Regions from separate parts of the Mus musculus genome. Here all the other regions are linked to region 2. Evidence: chromatin contacts called from public promoter capture Hi-C data. All regions are on one chromosome and are shown on one strand. The core of a region is the stretch at or near the end of the contact, and the rest is flanking DNA. Distances in the headings are between cores, read along the strand shown.

What was found. Promoter capture Hi-C pulls out the DNA fragments that hold promoters and counts their contacts.
Region 1: a contact with region 2 is called in a promoter capture Hi-C map of the 3T3-L1 cell line, with 4 times the contacts expected there. The contact joins the enhancer-like site here to the promoter of Tmem52b in region 2. A contact is called at or near these places in 17 of 39 promoter capture datasets (the 3T3-L1 cell line, 3T3-L1-derived adipocytes, the C10 cell line and 11 more), 1 of 15 datasets of contacts at CTCF or cohesin (large pre-B cells), 31 of 484 Hi-C or Micro-C datasets (the AML12 cell line, B cells, the CH12 cell line and 22 more), 2 of 115 datasets of contacts at active chromatin or transcription factors (bone marrow-derived dendritic cells and embryonic stem cells) and 3 of 9 other capture datasets (adipose tissue, liver and macrophages).
Region 3: a promoter capture Hi-C map of liver shows a contact between it and region 2, with 2.3 times the contacts expected there. The contact joins the promoter of Clec2d here to the promoter of Tmem52b in region 2. A contact is called at or near these places in 13 of 39 promoter capture datasets (the 3T3-L1 cell line, 3T3-L1-derived adipocytes, the C10 cell line and 8 more), 1 of 484 Hi-C or Micro-C datasets (liver) and 1 of 115 datasets of contacts at active chromatin or transcription factors (pancreatic cancer cells).

The regions. Positions count from the first base shown.
Region 1 is chr6:129,253,527-129,257,093 of GRCm38.p6, reverse strand. No RefSeq gene overlaps it. Among named protein-coding and RNA genes, the nearest start is that of 2310001H17Rik, 17 kb to the right of the region's middle. Within about 2 kb of position 1,938, at least 16 of the 459 cell types and tissues checked have an H3K27ac peak or open chromatin away from gene starts, as enhancers often do. A contact at or near this core is called in bone marrow-derived macrophages, where this site is marked.
Region 2 is chr6:129,510,703-129,514,537 of GRCm38.p6, reverse strand. It overlaps Tmem52b (transmembrane protein 52B), which reads right to left and starts at 1,981. Exons shown (of 5, transcript NM_001081186.1): 1 at 1,434-1,981; 2 at 281-324. The coding sequence starts at 1,499.
Region 3 is chr6:129,178,348-129,182,031 of GRCm38.p6, reverse strand. It overlaps Clec2d (C-type lectin domain family 2, member d), which reads right to left and starts at 1,417. Exons shown (of 5, transcript NM_053109.3): 1 at 1,285-1,417. The coding sequence starts at 1,351.

The sequences.
Region 1 (3,567 bases), core at 689-3,188, 260 kb after region 2:
TCTGCCGAGCCATCATTCTGATGCTTTCTCTTTTTTTCTGTTTTCCTCTGGTGTTCAGGTCAGATGCGCACCGAGACTTTTCTCTCTGGGTTTCCTTCAACCTCTCACGCTGCTCTTATGACCATTGATCACGTGCTGGTTTGTTGGCAACATTTCAGATACATTTTCCAGTTTATGACTGATCTATTTTCCTTTGTCTACTCTGCTAATTTGTCCATTAAGGGTTTGTTCCGTCTGCTTTGTTTCATTGAGGCGGGTTCTTACTATGTAGCCCAGGACTATATAATTGTGTGAGTGTTATTATTATCATATAATTATTTTTTTCTAAGCTTGGCCTCAAACTTAAAATCCTCTTCTCTCAGCCTCCTGAACTCAAGAACTGCAGGTATGTGCCACTATGCCTGGTGAGTTTCTGAATTCAGTGATTATGATTATAGTTTTCAAATTTTCTGGTTAACTTTTGATGGTCTCTCACCAAATGAACAGTTATTTCTTTTATTCCTTAAAATCTATTATAAATCTCTAGTTATAATACACGTAATTATTTAAATTGTTAAAATCCTATGTGATCAAGACTGCTCTTTTTATTTCCTATCAACATGTTGATATTTTGGCTTGTTTCCTGAAGCATTTGGTGATTTTTATTTTTGATTTTAGTTGGCTTCAGTTCATGAAAGATCAATTGTGTTGGGGTAGGGTACTAAGGATTAAATGTAGGGCCGCGGGCATGCTGGGTAAGCACTCTACTCTTCAATGATATCCCAAGCCCAGCCAATGTGATTTCTAACAGAAAAAATGAATGATGCTCTCTCAATCGAAGTAGGATGTATCTTCAGCCACAAGGGGGAAGTAGAAGCTGCTGAACTGAGAACCTGAGGCCTTTCAAAGATGAGCCAGAGGGCGGCAGATTGGCCATAAAGCCTTGAATAAGGCTGCCCCTTCGTTCTCTCCTACATAAGCCATTCCCCTCCTTAACTGAGTACTTTTTTAAATCAGTTTTGATCACTTCAGGGATCAGAAGTCAAGTCAGGGGTTCAGCCAGTTGCCGAGTAAGTCTGTTCCCGGTGTACATTCTGAGCATAACAGGATTCTGAGCACGCATAGTGAGCCGCTGTAACCTGGGGTTAGGAATCGTAGTAGACAGGTTTTCAGAGAGACGTCAGAGCCCAAACTCCATTGCTTGTTGCCAGGAGCTGTTACTCTGGTGAGTGGAACAATGCAATGTTTGACTCTCTTGGTGGCCATGTTAAGTTTGGCCAGAGTTCAATAAACCCCTTCGGATCCCATTACAGGTGGTTGTGAGCCACCATGTGGTTGCTGGGAATTGAACTCAGGACCTCTGGAAGAGCTGTCAGTGCTCTTAACCACTGAGTCATCTCTCCAGCCCTTGAGCAGTTTCAATCTTGGTAGGAACAACAACCTCCTAAGGACTTTATAAAAACCTAACATAGACAGGAAAGTGGAAACACTGGGGGTGGGGTGTGGCGGGGTGTTGGGGGGGGCTGGGGAGAGAACCAGCATCTTTCCAAGTATACTGCTACAGTAGAGAAAAACTATCTCCCTGGAAGATGTCTGTACTCCCATAGCTATGTAAAATCCGATTGTGACAGAAAATGAACAAGGTCTAAGGTGGGGTTGGGTACTGCAAAGATAATTGCAAGACTAGACACTCTTGGTGCAGGGGCCAGACTGTCCTGAGAAAGACATTCCTTCTGAGAGACAGAAGTGATGGGCAGGTACAGGTGACCAAGAGAGAGAAAGCCCAAAGGGTCACAATTCCTCCTCTTCTACAATACAACTTGCAATAGTTTCATGTCTGTGCCTAGCTTCCTGGAGACTTTGCAGAAATTTCTAGGGACTGGGTTCTAAACTCTCTGCTGATGTGTGTCCTGTAATAAAAACTAAGTAGTGCACTAATTTTCCAGCAGATGGCGCTATGAAACAACGGTTTCAATTATTTCCTTTATGTGTCACTCTAAATGATTGCATGTCCATAAAAGGGGGCGGGGAGGGGGGAGACTGTAAGTGCAAAATGACTTTTAGTTTCTCATGTTATCTTTAGGGTTTCTGAGATACTGAGAGCAACTTCTGTCAACTCTGGACAACTTAGCATCAGATAAGAAGCTTAGGCAACAAAGGGAATTTTAAAGCGTTGTTGTTTGTTTGTTCCAAGTGTGCTGGTGCACTCCTTTAATCCCAAAACTTGAGAGGCAGAGGCAGGAGAATATCTTTGAGCTCAAGGCAAGCCTGATATGCATAGTAAGTTCCAGAACACCCAGAGCTACATAGAAAGAATATGTCTCAAAACAAGCCAGAGATGGTTTTGCTTGGCGGGTTTTTGTTTATACTGTGATGATTACTGAACCTGGGACCTCATTCACGCTAGGAAAGCACTTACCATTGCCTGCATCTCTGACTCAAATAATCTACTTTTTTCTCTATTTTAAATTTGGACGCAGTGGAAGCAACTGTGTAGAAAGGTCCAGCATGAGCCAACCCATCTCCAGGACTTAGAAATAAAAGGGGGGTGTGTGCCACTAAAACTGGAAGCAAGGAGTGGGAGTAAGGAAGTGTCAAAGTCCCTTCAGCTAGACAAGCTGTGATGAAAGAAACTGGGAACTGTGGCAAGGCTTTCCAAATATCACCGGGGATGATAAAACAGACTTTATAAAGAGAAGCCATTGTGAAAGATACAAGATCTTACAAGACAGAGAGTGCACAAGAACAGGTGGAGACGTATGACCAAGGAGTGAGTGAGGATCTGTGAACAGAAATCAAAGGGAGAAAGGATATCTGGCTGATCTGATTTTCAAGGATTATTCCTAACGGTGAAGAATAGCTCAAGCGGAGATTTTTACTGTGCCGATTTACCAAATTCTTGCTCAAATGTGGTTCTACAAGGACAGAGAAGGAACTACAATGTAGGTCCAGACAGAAAAGACACAGAACGCTGACCAAGTGTCAGTCCAAGCAGGGGTGCAGCCAGTCTCTGCCTCTGAAGAAAAAAAATGATACAAAAATCATTTTAGTATATTATTGAATTTGCCTTACAGCTATTCTACAGAGGGTTTATATGCCTATGTTTATCAGAAATAGTTACTCATAATTTTCTTTTCCCAAGATGTCTTTGCTTAATTTTAATAATAGGGTGGTAAAGGCTTGCTAGTAAGGCAATCGAGACAAGTGTGTGAGCCCCAGCTTCAGTGGCAGATCCTTGGAAAACAATGTGCTCATTTGAGTGACTGAGGAAGATACCAGTTTCAATTTCTCTCTCTCTCTCTCTCTCTCTCTCTCTCTCTCTCTCTCTCTCTCTCACACACACACACACACACACACACACACACACACACACACACACACACACACTGTTCTTGAACTACTTACACAATCCATTTTTATTAAAATTTCTTCAGAAATATTTTGCTATAAAAATACGAGCCAGGTCTGATCACTCATAGCTGTAATTCCGGTGCTGGGCTGGGGAAGCTGAAACAAGAGGATCACTGCAAGATGGGGGCCAGCCTGGGCTACATGATAGTTCCAGATCAGTCTGGGCTAGAGTTAGAT
Region 2 (3,835 bases), core at 732-3,231:
CCACAGCTAAGGAAGCCTTTTGCAGGTCTCCCTGACTATATGTATTTAAATTAATTGTGCTGTGTTGACGAGAAGACTGATTTGAAAAAAAAAAAAAAAAAAAAAAGCACTCTCAGTAGGGTGATTCTGAGCAGTTGGAATGACACACATGTCTATGATGGTAGGTGGTGTCCATTTAAGTTAAAAGGGAAGTCGGCACTATCTGCTGACATTTTAGCCTATGTTTGGGTGTTGTCACTTTGTCTGTCTCTACTCCTAGCTTGAACTCTCAGATACTTACTGTTCAGTGTTGACACAGTTCTCCTCACTCCTGGCCCCAGGAAGCTGTGGGAAGGAAATAATCTCAGACATGGAAATGGTCACACCTGCAGTTCTCAGCAGCCTATCAACTACCCATCATGGCTGAACCCTGTCAGACCTATTTGTAAAGATGAGGACAGGATCATAGGATTGGTCTGTACTGGCCTGAGACATTGGTCATTCCTTTGACTGGTGACTACATCTTGTGAGGCAGAAGTTCCTGAAAGAGCAGGGATCTTCTATGTGGCTCGGGCCATGGCTGAGCATCCTTCCTTAGGGAATTATGAATAGCCCTCTGTGTCAGTTTGTCACCCTAGAAGTCTCCTGACTCATCCCCTGGGACATTGTGGTTGTCTTCCTTATCCCTGCACTGCTGAAAATTGAAATCTAGCCCCAGTGCTATTCATTTTCAGCCTTCACCACATCAGTATCTCACTACACAAGAAGAGCAATGGGGGAGATGTTACAAAGAAAGAAGAATAAAGAAGAAAAGGAAATGCAGAAACCAAGAGAACATATAAGAAAATGTACTTTTATATATTGGTTAACTTGCGTGGGAAGCAAAGCAGACAGCTGCTACCAGCACAGGAATGAGATGCAGTCTAGTTTCTGCAGTGTCTTGCTCAGCTAGACTTCCTAGCTATGTAAACTTGGCCTTGGCATTTGTCCAGAATCTCTCACTATACTGACCCTTTTTTCAACTAAATGGTGACTCACAGGCTTTTCTTTCACAGAGGAGTAAAATAAATTGTTTAAAATATTATTAAAGAGACCTTTGGTACTGGGAACTCACTGGGTAATCCCTGCACCCCTGTTCAAGCTGAGTATAACATATACTATCTCTGATTGTTCTAATTTTTCTCCCTCTTTCCATGAGCATCAGTCACACATACATACATCTACACACACACACACACACACACACACACACACACACACACACACACACACACACATACACATACACACATCTCTGAAACCCCCTATTATTAAACAAACACCATAGTACTCTTTTCTCACTCCCTTTTGGGTTCTATATCAGTTTTTGCTCCATCCATTTCCTCCTAGAGACAGCATAGCTAAAGCAATACGCAAAGGAAAGTTTCTTCCTGCTGTTTCACAATTGAACACACCTGGATGAAATAAAACAGGCCAGAGGCCATCAGCACCTGGGCCCAGGCTGTCATTAGGCTGAACATCTGGTCCAGAAAGGTCACGCCGGCTGCATCTGCTGTATCCTTCCCATGCTCCGTGCCACGTGGAACTTGGTGGTGAAGGATTCCTAAAGAGAATTTTTTCTCGGCAATAGATCAATCTCCTCTCCTTGTTCCCGCTGGCTTTATATTTTACGGTTTCCTTTTCCCTTTTAGTTTCCTCCTCCTGAGTTCTCTTCACGGGGTCTCCACATTGGCTTCCTCTCCACTTCCTTTCTTCAATCAAACTTTTCTGTGTATTTAATTTTTCTTCGTCTGCATTCAAGAAGAGCACATTTGTCCTCTGAGTTAGATTTTTTTTTCCTCAGTCTATAATGAGAGACTTGGACCTGTAATAGGTCAAAGGCAGATTGTGAGTGACCAGATGTGTTCTTGTGTTCATCAGGAAACTAGTTACACACTCTCGGCTCCTGGATGACCGCTGAAGTCTGAAAGTCACTGCCAATCTCTCTCCACCCTCTCTCCATGTGATTGGCATCTGCCTTCTTACTCCTTAAAACTCTCCCCTTACCGTGTTGATAATCAACCCTGCAGGTTCTGGGTCATTTATTGCAGCCATTCAGCAGGACTAAGAGATTTTAAAGGAGCTAGAAAGTTATCCCTACTTTAGAGTAGGTAGTGGGTTTCAAAACTAGAAGTGCCAGGTGCTAACAATGGTCTCAGCCTCCTGCTTCAGTTTCAGAAACACAGGCATAGTTTTAAAAACCATTTTCCAAGTTAACACACTCTCTCTCTCTCTCTCTCTCTCTCTCTCTCTCTCTCTCTCTCTCTCTCTCTCTCTCTCTCCCTCTGCTCCTCTTAAAGCAGTGTTGTGATGTTGTCACTAGAGAACCAGGCTCAGAGCATACAATCACGGTTCCATCTACTGAGGAGGCTGAGACACGAGGATCATATGGGTCTAGTTCAGGAAAGTAAGACTACCCTAGGGAACAGCAAGACCTCCATCTAAACCCACATATTATCAACAATAAAATAAGACTTACAAGTCATATTTTAAAATAAGCACACCACACGGAAAGGATATAAAATGGCTATACAGGAAAATATTGTCCAGAGCCAGTGAATGCCATATAAACGACTGATATTTAAGGAGGAATCTTTTACCCAGATCCCAAAGTACTAAGTAAGAACACTCAGTGTTGGTTCACAGTGACATGTCTGTTTCACAAGACTGAACAAAATTAGATTTCAGCTGCTTTCTAATTGATGAGGAGAGGCTGCAGGGTGGGTCCTGATGAGGGAGTTTGTGGAGTGGGTTCCATCACACTCAAGGCCCCACACACCATGTGATCAGACCGTGATGATATGATGTGAGAATTATGAATGCAAACAATTTCCTGTTCTCAGCTAAGGAGAGCAAACAGTGAGAGAACTCTCTGGTACAATGTTGCTCTCTCCAAGTTGTCCATTTCTTTTTATAACATAGGCTCTTGAGTGAAATGTACTTTCCAAACTTCAATAGAAAACTCTGTGAGACAGAAGGCATTCTGGAGGAGTGGAGAGCAGGACTTAAGTTACAGCCTTTCACTAGGCCTGGACCTTACTGCACCTCCTTCTTCAGAGAGCATAATAAATAACTCCTGAACTAGCATCAGCTGTTGCTTCAGCGAAAGGAAATCGGGGTCAAGGAGGCATCTTGTGTGGAATATTTTTATTCAAACACCACATAATAGAAAAACTTCATGAATACCCCCCCCACACACACACCCTGTTTTCTTTTCTTGTGGGAAAGACAGTAAACCAGCATGGGTTAAGACCATAGCTCAGGGTCTTGATCCAGTCACTTGCTTGACCCCCTGTTTGTTATGGGATCTTGGACAAGGCATTTTATGTCTCTGTCAGCTCAGTTCAATTTGATATGGAAAGCACTCTGGTTCTCAATATCCACATAGTGACTCATGAATTGTAGCTCCAGTCCCAGAGGAATCTCAGGCCAACTTCTGTCCTCCATGGGAATCAGGCATGTGGGTAGTGAGCATATATACACAAAAGCAAAGTACTTATACAAATAAATAACAAAATAAAGGAATCTTTATGATGTATATTACAGTCCTGATAGCAAGCATTTGATATTAGTTAAGATACTTTTAATTTATCTCTATCTTACATGTGATGGTTCCTTCCAATATACAGGATCATTAATGTCCACTATGACTCTTCTGTCTTTCTACCAGTCCTTTCTAGATGGCAATATATCTTTCTAATAGTCTTTTTTTCCTTGAACAGTTCCCATGCTAACCAGGCCATTTCTTTTCCCACCCGCACCAGCCTTCACCTGCATGAACAGGTTTTCCAATTACTTTGGCTTTCCCCCCTGGCAG
Region 3 (3,684 bases), core at 168-2,667, 330 kb after region 2:
CCCAAAGAAATGAAGTATTGCTGGCCTGGTTTTTAGCTTACTTAAAAACTGTTTCAATGATAAAACAAGCTACTGCTTCAAAGGAGTGAAGTTGTGTAATGCCTGCAGCTAGTTATACAACAGCTGCACTTGAGACAGGAGCTCCACATTCACAAGACAGGCTTCAAAATGCCTGCAGCTAGCTATGCAACAGCTGCACTTGAGACAGAAGCTCCACATTCTCAGGAAATGTTTCCAATGGCTAAATATTTGTGTATTTGATTTTAAAAAGTCAACCCTGCTGAGGCAGAGGGAGCAGGAGTTCCAGGCCAGCTTGGGGTAAAGTATGAGACTTTGCCAAAGAATCAATCAATCAATCAATCAGTCAGTCAGTCATCATCATCCTCAGTAATAATAATTTATTATAATTTATTATTATTATTATTATTATTATTATTTCAGAATACTTGGTTTAAGTGATAAACATTAGCATTTGTTGGGAATTTTGTATTTTGATAGATGTCAATCTTACTTTCTCAAAATTCAGTAGTCTTTCCACAAATTAAAAAAAAAAAAATTAATGTGAAGAAACAGGAATGAGGGGGAAAAGGAAAATAAAGGAACACAATATAATGGAGCATAGACAGTTTGAAACACAAGAAACACAATTTTGCTTCCTTTCTGAAGAATTAAGTAGGAAACCCCATTATATTCTTTTTCTGTAACTTATCAAGAGCTCAAAACAGAAAGGATTTGGTCCTGAGTAGGTTCAGCGCCCCCCACCCCCACCCCACCCCAAGCCACCCCCTTACAATTCTATTTTAATTACAATGGATCTGCAAAACACAAGCTCCAAGCTTCCCAGGCAACTTCTGCCACTATGCACATTGCAAAGCTGTTGTCTGAGTTTCCTTCACTCAGGGACTTAAAGCAAACGTTTACTACAGCAATTTGATGTAATCCACCAGACTGTAACTTACCAGATCCCTGGGAAGAGTGGACTAGCAAGCTAAGTACAAAGCGAGAACGCTGTGGCTACAGCTCTGGCAGTTAGAAGGTGACTCGCTGCTCATTTCTCTTGCCTGAGAACTATTCGAGTATTGTATGCTCCGATAGAATAACTAATGTAACAACCTCATAGCTAATCCCGACTGCATTCTCCTGCTCTGCAGACCCACAGTGACGGGCTCACAGACGCCCTTCTGTTCTTAATCTTTTGTTCAAGGTTCAACTCTTTTGCCTTCCTGCCCTGTTTGAAACTCCTCTCTGCCCCTCCCATTGGTTCAAATACTATTGAATACTTACCCACTTCTACCTCCTGCGGGCTGCCTGTGGGACTAAGCATAGGTAGGGAAGCCTTTGTGACACACATCTCAGAGCTGAGGAGCTGAGTTTCCACTACAGGATTGAAACTTGAAAGCTGAGAGGCACAAATACGTGGGGAGGTTTCAGTATTTAGCTAATCCTGTAGCTCCTCCTTTCTGTACATACACACACGCTTGGTTGGCTCAGGGCCTAACAAAATCTCATTGGGAAACGCATTTCAAGGTCAGGAGCCACACTGGCGCCATCTGGAGACTGACTTTCCTGTTTGCTTCTGGTTTACTTTGTGTTTCGTTTCTCTTTCAGCACACTCTGATTTAGAAACATAATTCAAGCTGACCTTACTGAGGTCACAGGGATTTTCTTTTTTTTTTTTTTTTAATATTTTTTATTAGGTATTTTCCTCATTTACATTTCCAATGCTATTCCAAAAGTCCCCCATACCCTCCCCCCCCCACTCCCCTGCCCACCCATTCCCACTTTTGGCCCTGGCGTTCTCCTGTACTGGGGCATATAAAGTTTGCAAGTCCAATGGGCCTCTCTTTACAGTGATGGCCGACTAGGCCATCTTTTGATACATATGCAGCTAGAGTCAAGAGCTCTGGGGTACTGGTTAGTTCATAATGATGTTCCACCTATAGGGTTGCAGATCCCTTTAGCTCCCTGGGTACTTTCTCTAGCTCCTTCATTGGGGACTTTGTGCTCTGTCCAATGAATGACTGTGAGCATCTACTTCTGTATCTGCCAGGCACTGACAAAGGCCCTCAGGAGACAGCTATAGCAGGCTCTTGTTGGCATCTGCCTAGTGTCTGGGTTTGGTGGTTGTTTATGGAATGGATCCCCAAGTGGGGCAGTCTCTGGCAGTCTCTTCCTTCAGGCTCTGCTCCAAACTTTGTCTCTGTAACTCCTTCCATGGGTATTTTGTTCCCCCTTCTAAAAAGGATTCTGAGCTTCTGGGCTAATGTCCACTTACCAGTGAGTGCATATCATGTGTGTTCTTTCCTGATTGGGTTACCTTACTCAAGATGATATCCTCCAGATCCATCCATTTGTCTAAGAATTTCATGAATTCATTGTTTTTAACAGCTTTGAACCTCTTACCCTTTCTTATCACAGGCCTGCAACAGTTCTGGGAAACAGAGAACCCTGGGGAGATCAAAAAAACCAAACAGATTTTACTGCGTAATAAATATTTATATCCAATAGTCACATTCAACTATTTGAAACACTGGAGAGTTACCCATTTGGCCCATTAAAAAACTACTTTATTTCTTGAGCGGGGCATATCTATGCCACAGCATATGTGTAGGAGTCTGTCCTCTCCTGCTGCCCTGTTCTCCTGTGATCCAGGCCAGATGGTCAGGATTATGTGGCAAGAGCTTTTAAGCCCTGAGTCCATCTCCTTTGAAAAAATACAACTGTAACTTACTTATTAATTTGTCTTGGTTAAAGTTTTGAAAGAAAGCTGTCAACTCTTTTTTTTATTACATATTTTCCTCAATTATATTTCCAATGCTAGCCCAAAAGTCCCCCACACCCTGCCCCCCACTTTCCTACCCACCCATTCCCATTTTTTTGGCCCTGGCATTCCCCTGTACTGGGGCATATAAAGTTTGCGTGTCCAATGGGCCTCTCTTTCCAGTGATGGCCGACCAGGCCATCTTTTGATACATATGCAGCTAGAGTCAAGAGCTCCGGGGTACTGGTTAGTTCATAATGTTGCACCTACAGGGTTGCAGATCTCTTTAGCTCCTTGGATACTTTCTCTAGCTCCTCCATTGGGGGCCCTGTGATCCATCCAATAGCTGACTGAGAGCATCCACTTATGTGTTTGCTAGGCCCCGGCCTAGTCTCACAAGAGACAGCTATATCAGGTTCCTTGCAGCAAACGCTTGCTGGTGTATGCAATGCTGTCATTGTTTGGAGGCTAATTATGGGATGGATCCCTGGATATGGCAGTCTCTAGATGGTCCATCCTTTTCTCTCAGCTCCAAACTTTGTCTCTGTAATCCTTCCATTGATGATTGTTTCCAATTCTAAGAAGGGGCAAAGTGTCCACACTTTGGTCTTCGTTCTTCTTCAGTTTCATGTGTTTTGCAAATTGTATCTTATATCTTGGGTATCCTAAGTTTCTGGGCTAATATCCACTTATCAGTGAGTACATATCATTTGAGTTCTTTTGTGATTGTGTTACCTCACCAGCTGCTGTCAACTCTTTAACGTATGCAAATATAGGAGTATTTCTTTATAAAATATTAGCACTTTTTCAACTTCTGAGTAGAAACTACTTTTTCAAAACTAGGACTTCCTAGATCAGCAATTAGAATTCCCCTGGGTTCTGTTCCTGGGAACCACACTGTGTAGCTCATAACTGCCTATAAC